2 separate regions of the Mus musculus genome follow, and region 2 is linked to region 1. The links are chromatin contacts, called in public Hi-C maps. All regions are on one chromosome and are shown on one strand. Each heading gives the region's core, a stretch centred on a gene start, on an enhancer-like site or on the middle of the called end of the contact. The rest is flanking DNA. Distances are from core to core; before and after follow the strand shown.

Region 1 (4,715 bases), core at 880-3,379:
CATCCTGAGGGTTGGAAAGATGGGGGACTCAGCCACATCTTAGGAACAAATCACTATCACCTTGACTAGTGTATAAAAGTCTTGAAATTTACTCTCCCTGCAATGTGTGTAGGTCTCCTACATGAAAGATTGCAAAGAAACACAAAGTTGAGGTGATTTGCTTTGTTTATATTGGATGTATTGTTTTTACATGATTATGAAAATTATGAGAATATTGACTTTTTAAAAAAGTAGTGGCGCATGCCTTTAATCCCAGCACTCGGGAGGCAGAGGCAGGCAGATTTCTGAGTTCAAGGCCAGCCTGGTCTACAAAGTGAGTTCCAGGACAGCCAGGGCTATACAGAGAAACCCTGTCCCAAAAAACCCAAAACAAACAAACAAACAAACAACAACAACAAAACAAAAAAATCAGAAAACAAAAAACACACACAAATAAGTAATTTGCAGGGGCTGGAGAGATGGCTCAGCAGTTAAGAGGACCTGAGTTCAACTACTAGCATCTACATGGTGACTCACAACCATCTATAATGGGACATGATGTCCCCTCTGGCACACAGTGTATGCAGAGAGAGCACTCAGACAAAAAATAAATAAATAAATAAATCTGTTTTTTAAAAAGTAATTTGCATATTGGCGATTTCTATAGATCTTTAAGTGCATGCTAACCTTGTTTTCTACTATCTAGTAGTTTTTGGATGTTATACAAGCTCACAACCCATTAAAAACTTGGAAACTATGCTAGGCATAAGTGGTACATACCTGGAATGCCAGGACTTGCAAGACTGAGGCAGGAGGATTACTGACAGTTTAAGGCCAGCCTTGGTTACACATTGTTCTAGGCCAGCCTGGGCTACAGCATGAGACCCGGTCTCAAAAACAGGCAACTCAAACAATGAAAGACATAAAAACAATAAAAATTATTAACAATATATAAAACCATTTTAGTAGGTCCTTAGTAAGTTGTCTAGTGGAGCACTTCAATGTATTGTCTATAGATTTCAGATAGAAGTTTTTTTGTTATTGTTGTTTGTTTTTGTTTTTGTTTTTCTAGACAGGTTTTCTCTATGTAGCTCAGGCTGTCCTAGAACTCGATTTATAGACCAGGCTGGCCTTGAACTCACAGAGATCTGTCTATCTTTGCCTCCTGAGAGCTGGGATTGGAGATGTGTGCTACTACATTCGGGCTCAGTTCTAGATAGAATTTTATATCACATAAAAAAACATGATTATAAATAACTTATGAGATTGTATATTTATATACAGCTAAATTGCATATTTATATATAGCTAAATTATAATTTATATAATTGTATATTTATATATAGCTAAAACTAAGACAAATTATAGACAATCAGATAAGTTGTTATTCTTATTACATTTTTATTTCACTACTGTGTGGAGAAGTCAGAAAGAGGCAGACACGTACCACAGTGTGCCTGTGGAGGTAGAGGGCAGTTTTGTGAGTCATTTCTCTCCTTCCATCTTGATGTGGGCCCTGGAGTTGAGCATAGATTGTCAGACTGGGCAGCAATTGCCTTTACCCACTGAGCCATCTCTCCAGCTCTAGTTACCGCCTTAGCATTAGAGAACCATAAAAGTAAAAGCAGAGCCAGAGACATCAGACCCAACAGCTGCAGAAAGCTGGGAAAGAGGCTAAAAGCTCTGGAAGTAAGAAGCAAGGTGAAGAGCAAATGAGACTGTAAAACCAGGGAAAGGTGGAGACTAGAGCAGCGAAGCCCTTAGGAGGGAACAGGCAAGGTCAAGGAGAAGAAAGAAACATTTATGCCCTAATTAGCCAGCAATTTGTTATAAAACAGCCTTGCCACCTGCAGAGCAGAATTTAACAATTTCTTTTTGGCATAAACCATCAAGGCAGCCAAAATAGAGCAGGCTGCCAGCCAGGTCTCTCCAGCTCAGGCTGCAGTGGCCACTAGGCATTAGAGTGAGAGGAGAACGCGTTCTCAGAAAGAAAGGCAGAGCAAGTGGAGGGTCCACCGTAAGCTTAGGAGTGATAGATATTGTGAGCTTTGTTTTATTTGCTTGTCTGAGACAGGTCTCTATGTAGCCCAGGCTGTCCTCAAACTAGTGTCACCCTCCTTAGTGCTGAGGCGATTATCATCATGTCTGGTAAAAAACAAACAAACAAACAAACAAACAAACAAAAACATTGGTTTGAGATAAGGTCTCACGTAGCTCCAGCTGGCCTCAAACTCACCATGTAGCCAAAGATGACCTTGAACTTAGCATTTACCTGCTTCTACCTCCTGATTCCTGGGGTTGTATAGGTGTATGCCACCAGGTCCAGTGGGTGTGGTGTTGAGGCAGGGCCCTGTGGTTTCGTCTGTGCTAGGTAAGCACTCTGAAACAGCTGAGTCTTTTAAAAGCAACAAATCCATTTGGCCTTTGGCTTAGCCGTATGTCATCTTTTTTGTTTGTTTGTTTTTTTCTGAGACAGGGTTTCTCTGTATAGCCCTGGCTGTCCTGGAACTCACTTGCAGACCAGGCTGTCCTTGAACCCAGAAATCTGCCTGCCTCTGCCTCCCAAGGGCTGGGATTAAAGGCGTGCGCCACCACCGCCCGGCAGCTGTCTGGTATCTTAACCTGAGTACTCTACTGCCACATGAAACTTCTGTGGGAAGTCCTGCTTTTTAACTGTGGGATTCACTGCTGTTCTGGTCTGGAATCTCCAGTGGTGTGTCTAAGTTACTATTTACACCTTTCTGCACAATTCCTGTTCAGACTTGCTCTCTGGCCTTTCCAAAGGACAGTGCCATTCAACAGTGTAGTTAGCTCATAGCCTGCCGCCGCTGCTGCTGCTGCTGCTGCTGAAGGTGTCTGTAGCTCTCTCTCAATTTCCAGGCTTAGGTCAAAAATCACGTTATTTGATTATTTACCCGTATTCCTGTTAACCCTTGACCAGAACAAGTCTAATCCTCACCCCTGTGGGTTGTCCTGTTCAACCCACAGTCTTTGCATCTTTCGTAGATATTTTTCTGGACACTGGATGAACATTACAGGGAGAAGGCATGTTAACTATTCTCTGTGCCTCCGTGCTCTGAAAGACTACATCCCATGGTTCTCCAGTGGAGATGTTGCTTTTTTTTTTTTTTTTTTTTTTTTTGGTTTCTCTTAATCCTCACTGTGCTCTGTCCCTGCCGGAGGAGGCTGATAAGTTTTCCCTTGTACCTGCTGACATCTAGTCTTCCAGTGCCCGGCATGGCAGTGCAGTGACCTGCAAGCCCTCCTGAGACAGGTCTGAGTGATGCTCTAAGCACTGAAGATGTTCTTGTCCTCCTTCACTCAAGGAACTATCCCACCTTAGAATTCTTCCTGCCACTTTCGACTGCGCGTGGGGAGGCTTAGTTTCAATCTAAATAAAAACATACTTTTAATCTGGTTGTGGTCCAACTTGAAAGCAACACATTGCATGGGAGAGGCTCTACCGGTTCTCCCCGTTAGTCTTACCAGTTTTGAAGTCAATCAGTAAAACATGGCTTCCACCCCAAAACCCTAGACTATACCACAACCCTACCCAGCAACCCTATGCAGCTTTCCTGACTGCATTTGATGCTTGCTGTTGAACTTAACTGGCCTTTGAAAGCCCCTAAGCACTCATTTATGGCCTATGCCATTATAGCCCATTGGCCTGGTCTTTTCAGCTCTAAGAGATAAGCCCTTTGAAACATGTTTAGTGTCTTGGTGAATCCTTACTACTTGTTGTCACATTACATTTGGATGACAGTCACAGCAAGGAATAAAAGAGGCTCTCACACCCCAGAAAGGTGATAAGCCCAGAAAGTCAAGTTAGATTTATGTAGACTGAAGTAACCGGATAGGGCCTAAGAAGAAGCCTAGGTTCACTTTAAGATGAGATGACAACTAACCTGGAGTGCTGAATAATCCCTCTTGTACTGTGCTCTTGCCCATGACTTGATTGTCTGAACGAAATCAGAGTGGAACTCAAGCCTAATGCCTTTCCAATCAGAGTGGGGACAGCAACCCAAGGTGAGAAAGGCACAGTGTATATTTTTTGAGAATGAAACAGAAATGCACAGGGCTCATGAACTTGTCTCCATGTAGCTCAAGGCTATGTATTACCTGGACTGTAGCACACTGTTGCCCCCTCCCTAGATCAACTCAAAAATATGTTTTCCCCCTTAAGCCAGACTTCGTTCTTTAACAATCAGCATGCCTGCCTTCTCTTTGTGTCCTAGTTAGCATGAATTGTCAACTTGATGCAGTCTGGAATCCTCTAAAAAGGAGTCTTAGTGGAACATTTGTCTTTATCAGGTTGGTCTGTGGGCAGGTCTATGAGGGATTATTTTGATTGTTTTAATTGATGTAGGAGGGCACAGCCTTTCCTGGGTAGGGTGTCCTGGGCTGTACACAAAAGCTAGATAATAAGCATGAGCCAAAGAGCCAATCAGCAAGCAGTATTCATTCCCCCAGGGTTGTGCCTCTAGCTTCCTACCTTGATGTCCTGCTCTGACTTCTCTCTATGATGGATCATAATCTGGAAACTTAAGATAAATTCTTTTCTGCTCTAACTGCTTTTGATCAGAGTGTTCATCACAGCAGCAGACAAGAATGCCTATTCGCCACACTCTATGCTAGCAGAGCCCATTGCCTCCTTTTATTGCTTACTAATAATTAGTAGCTTTCTGCTCTGACTCAGATAGTAGGTGTCCGTCTTTTCCCCATGTTGAAGAAGAGCAT
Region 2 (4,715 bases), core at 1,410-3,909, 97 kb before region 1:
CTGAGATTCCAGGTGTGCATCACCATGTCCAGTTTTTGTGATGCTGGGATTGAATCCAGGGCCGTGTGCTAGGTTACACTCTACCAGCTGAGCCAATCCACAGCCCCACTAAGTTTTGTTTTGTTTTAATATAGAATCACTGAGGGATGGAGAAGAGAATTATTTACTCTAGAACTCTCTGGTTAGTTCTTGCTAATCATTTTGCTGATCAAGTATTCCTTTAACATCCTATGTTTTAAACATAGGATGTTAAAGCATGTTAAAACATGAATATTTTCTCATTGTCTACTTGCTTCTCATTACTGAAGCCATCAGTGAGCTAGAAGAAATGTTTCTGTAGGTGCGGTTGTCTTTGCAGAGTCTTTTTAGCTCTGTCTCTGTTGTCTTGGTCTGACTCACATTTCCCCAGGAAGCTTTTAGACTTCATCTTTTCTCCTTCAAAGACACTTGTGTTTCAAAGAAAAAGTACTGTTGTCGCTCCTTGTTTTGTTTGTTTGTTTTTTTAGACCAAGTCTTGTGGTGTAGGCCAGAATGGTCTTGTCTGGATCTCCTGCTGTAGCCCCAAGCTCTCCAGTGCTAATGTCACCATGCCCGGCAACTTTTAATGACCTTAATGTACTAAATCCACTCCTACTATTCTAGCTGTACTGCGTAAGGCAATCAGATTCTTCTTTTGAGAATGCAGGTCTATTTCGTATGTCTATTATTGCCTGCCAACTTCGACTATTCAGGGTTAGCAGATCATTGTGAGAATTTTTTTTTACTGCCTTTAAAAATTTCTAGATGATATCTCAAATCATGTTCTGAATGATTGCAATATTATTTTGTATATGGGGAGCTCTGGTGAGATGGTTCTGTGGGTGAAGAGCTTGCAACACAAACCTGATGACCTAAATCCAATCCTCAGAACCTATGTAAAAGGGAACGAGAGAGCCCGTTCCACAAAGTTGTCTTTTGACCTCCATATATACACCCTGGCACACTACCCCCTACTAACTAATAAATAAAACTTAAAAGCTTTAATCTCTATCTCTGTCTATCTATCTATCTATCTATCTATCTATCTATCTATCTATCTATCTATCTATCTATATCTCTAGCTTTAATCTCTATCTCTATCTATCTATCTATCTATCTATCTATCTATCTATCATCTATCTATCTATCTATCTATCTATCTATCTATCTATCTATCTTCTATATCTATCTATCTATCTATCTATCTATCTATCTATCTATCTATCTATCTATCTATATCTCTAGTCCATAAGGACCAGAATTCGGTTTTGTTTTGGTTTAGGGGGTTATGAAATTGATAATGAGTATCAGTCATGACCTTATCCATGTCCATATTCTACCAGATGCTGCTTACCAGCCTTTTTTACACCTTTCTGAAGTTTTATAAATATTTAATGCATCTCGGTCTGTGGTATTTGAGGCATAAATCCCGGTAAACATTTATTGAATGAAGTGTCTCCCTGACCCGGTGCTCCTGGGCTGCCACATTTCATTTGCAGCCTGACTGAGCACAGCTGATACATGAAAGGACCCTCAGTGGGGACCGTGAGGCAGGGGGCCAGGCCAAACGGCTGGTTTTCTGGCATAAGAGCCATTTGGGATGTCATTAAAATATATTAAATAATTCTAAGAGGTGGGAGGAAATAGACTCTCTAAAGAGAGCTCAGAAGCCTCTTAATTGAATCCCTCATGAAATAAATGCCTGTTAATGTTAAATACTGGCAAGCACTGCTACTGTCCTGAGTTCCAACTGAGGAAGTTAATGTGGTGGAAGGCTTTCCAAGGAAGGGGATAATATGTCAGCTGGAGCTACGGCCTTGCTTCTCCCTGGTGAAGAATGGAGTCAGGACTAGCTGGTTCCTAACCTGTCTTTCCTCTTACAAGTGAGTTAGAGAGAAGTTGAAGACTTGAAGTAACTTCTTCACATTGCAAAGATGCTAGCGTTGAACCTCGTGTCTGCAGGGCCTGCCGTGACAACCATTTTCTCTTTGCCATTCAGCAATAGAGACTCTGAGGTCCCCTCCTTTGATGTACAAGTAGGACCCGAGATGACCAACATTTCCCATTAACATCATGTCTTTTGTTATCCGTGGAAAAGCCTATGCTTCCAAAGGCGTGGGGCACTGTAGTAAGTCAAAAAATGTTAAGTGATTTAATGTCTCCATCTCCAAAAAAAAAAAATCTGTCAAATCTGCACATCTTTTGATATTAAAAAATTTAACACCATGCTATTTTAGTTAAAAACTTCATTTTTTTAATCTCTAATAGACCTAACATAGAAAATCTTGGTGTGAGTGGCAGAAACAGGTAGCATCTTGCTTATTTTAATATTTAATCATTTCCGCTAGCAGTTTGAAGTGAATAGACAAAGAAGCTTTTGAGTATAGCCAGGAAATTGTGGAATCCACTTTTGTTTTAGCTTTAGAGAGATATGCCTGTAGAAATTAAAATACATCAACTATTCTATCAGTGATGACCCATTTGGAGACCTTCCTTATGAACCATTAGTTCTTGAACTGGGATATGTATCACGGCACAGGCTCAAAGCCATAGTAAGGCAGCCGAACACTAGAACAGCAAGGCTCCTGGCCACAGGCTCTGCTTTCAGAGTGACATGATTGCAAGGTCTGTCAGCTCATCGTGGACAAAGCTCTTTAGATTAGGCTGGTGACGAGCCACAGTGGTTCCTTTGAGAGCTTGTTCTACCACATCTTTGGCTGACAAGGGAGGCCATCAATGGGAAAAGTGAGGCTTTGGTTGAAGAACCATAAACTCCATTGCACATGAATTCCTGGGCCAGATTTTTTTCCCCTGTGTATTTTTGGCAAATTTATCCCACCACCCAAATCAAGAAAGGGGTGGGAGTATGGAAAATATTGCAATGACAAATTAGTAGAGTCATTACATGTGATTCTGGTTGCTATAACAACCACCATTATAACACTCACAGCAGTTTTGCTACCGTGTAAGGGGACCTAAAATTAGAAACTATGTGTCTTGTCTATACAATAACACAATCTTTAATTATTTAATTAGCTTAGCATAGGATTAAAGCATTTAACACTCTGTTCTAGATTGTATAATTGTCTCTGTCTCTGTGTGTGCATGTGTGTGTGTGCATGACCATGTGTGCCTGTGTTCATGTGGGTACATGTCTGTAAGCTGATGCATGTGGCCTGTGTGCAAGTGCATGTGAAGCCCAAAGGTCACCTCACATTGTAGTTCTTCAGGATCCATCCACCTTTGTCTTTTTGAGACAGGGTCCCTCAGTGACCTGGAGCTACTAAATAGGCTGGGTTGGCTAGACAGTGAGCCCCAGGAATCTGTTTGTCTCCACCTCTGCAGTTGTGGAATGGCAGTTCACCATAAACTAGAGTTTCCTGGGAGGAAGGACCCTCAGGTGGAGAACTGCCTTGGTCAGATTGATCTGTGAGCATGTCCGTGGGAAGTTCTCTTGATTGCTAATTGAGCCCGCTGTGGTTTATGCATCTTTGGCGGGTGGGTCCGGGCTGGGGAAGAAAGCTAGCCGAACAGATGCTAATTTCAGTTCCTGCCCAAGCTCCAGCGATGGCTTCCCTCAGTGATGAATTGTGACCTGCCAATAGAAGATGAAAGAAATCTTTTTCCTGCCCACGTTTCTTCTGGTCAGAGTGGTTTCTCACAGCAACAGAAAAGCAAACATGGATTTTAGGGATCAAAAACAGGCCACAAGGCTTGTGCAGCCAGCATGTTACTGACTGAGCCACCTTCCCAGTCCTTAAATGGTTCCGTTTATAACTGAAATTTTAGGGCAAAAGCTTGGGATCCTGGATCCCCAGAGAGCTAGGCTTAGCCACATGTCCCACGAGTTAAAGATGTATGAAAAAGAGCGAAGCAGAGTGAGACTTGGTCCATGCAGCCACTTTATCAAGAGGAACAGATAAAAGCATCCAGTGACCACCATACCCATAACTGGGTACTGACTTGAACTTTGGGTTCAATGATAAGAACTGGACCAAGGGGTAAGCAATGTGTATACTCAACCAGGCTGGGTCAAGGTGTGGTACCATCCACCATTGTCTCAGCTTCAGTTCTCCCAGGGAGTTGGAAGAAGTTCTTTCCAGGCGTTCTCATGGGCTGGTTGTCTCCATTAGGGTGTAGTCTCAGCACCAGATGGTTGCTTCATCTGAGTGCCCGAAGGGGCAAGGTATCGTAGAAAATGGAGTAAGGTCGATTGCCCTGCTGTCACCCAAGTAAAGGAGGTGGACGGAGACGTTAGATTTTTGTTCTGATTTTAGGCCACCTGTAGTCCTAAGTGAGGAGTGAGAGGGTTTCTGTAAAAGCTGTTCATAAGCTGCTCTCCATGGACATCCATCTTTCCTGATTGCCGCAGCCATTCTCACCTGTTCACACTGTATTTAGGGAGCCTGTGATCTGAGAAGGCAGCGGATTAGCATTAAAGCCAGAAACAGCAGCATCTCCTCTCCAACAGGCGCCTTTCATCTGGGTGAGAGTAGGGAATGAAGGACCACTCCAGAACTCACTTTGTCGCCCTGGTCAGGTGGCCAGCCGCATTTCTGAGCTTCTCTTGTTATTACTCCTACAACTCTCTTATTCTGTGGATGTCTGAACTCAGGAATGACAGGCACAGAGCAAGCATCTGCAAGGACATCCCCCAGATGCCTGCTAAAGGGTCCAGGTTCCTGTGTCCCACAGCA

Evidence for each region. A called contact is a pair of places that touch in the nucleus more often than the background predicts.
Region 2: a contact with region 1 is called in a Hi-C map of cerebellar granule neurons, with 2.4 times the contacts expected there. The contact joins two enhancer-like sites. A contact is called at or near these places in 15 of 484 Hi-C or Micro-C datasets (the BV-2 cell line, the C2C12 cell line, the G1E-ER4 cell line and 10 more).

Annotation. Positions count from the first base shown.
Region 1 is chr3:127,203,250-127,207,964 of GRCm38.p6, reverse strand. The region is part of intron 1 of Ank2 (ankyrin 2, brain); the gene reads left to right. Among named protein-coding and RNA genes, the nearest start is that of Gm16958, 44 kb to the right of the region's middle. Within about 2 kb of position 2,129, at least 10 of the 459 cell types and tissues checked have an H3K27ac peak or open chromatin away from gene starts, as enhancers often do. A contact at or near this core is called in cerebellar granule neurons, where this site is marked.
Region 2 is chr3:127,301,180-127,305,894 of GRCm38.p6, reverse strand. The region is part of intron 1 of Ank2 (ankyrin 2, brain); the gene reads left to right. Among named protein-coding and RNA genes, the nearest start is that of Gm52631, 83 kb to the left of the region's middle. Within about 2 kb of position 2,659, at least 19 of the 459 cell types and tissues checked have an H3K27ac peak or open chromatin away from gene starts, as enhancers often do. A contact at or near this core is called in cerebellar granule neurons, where this site is marked.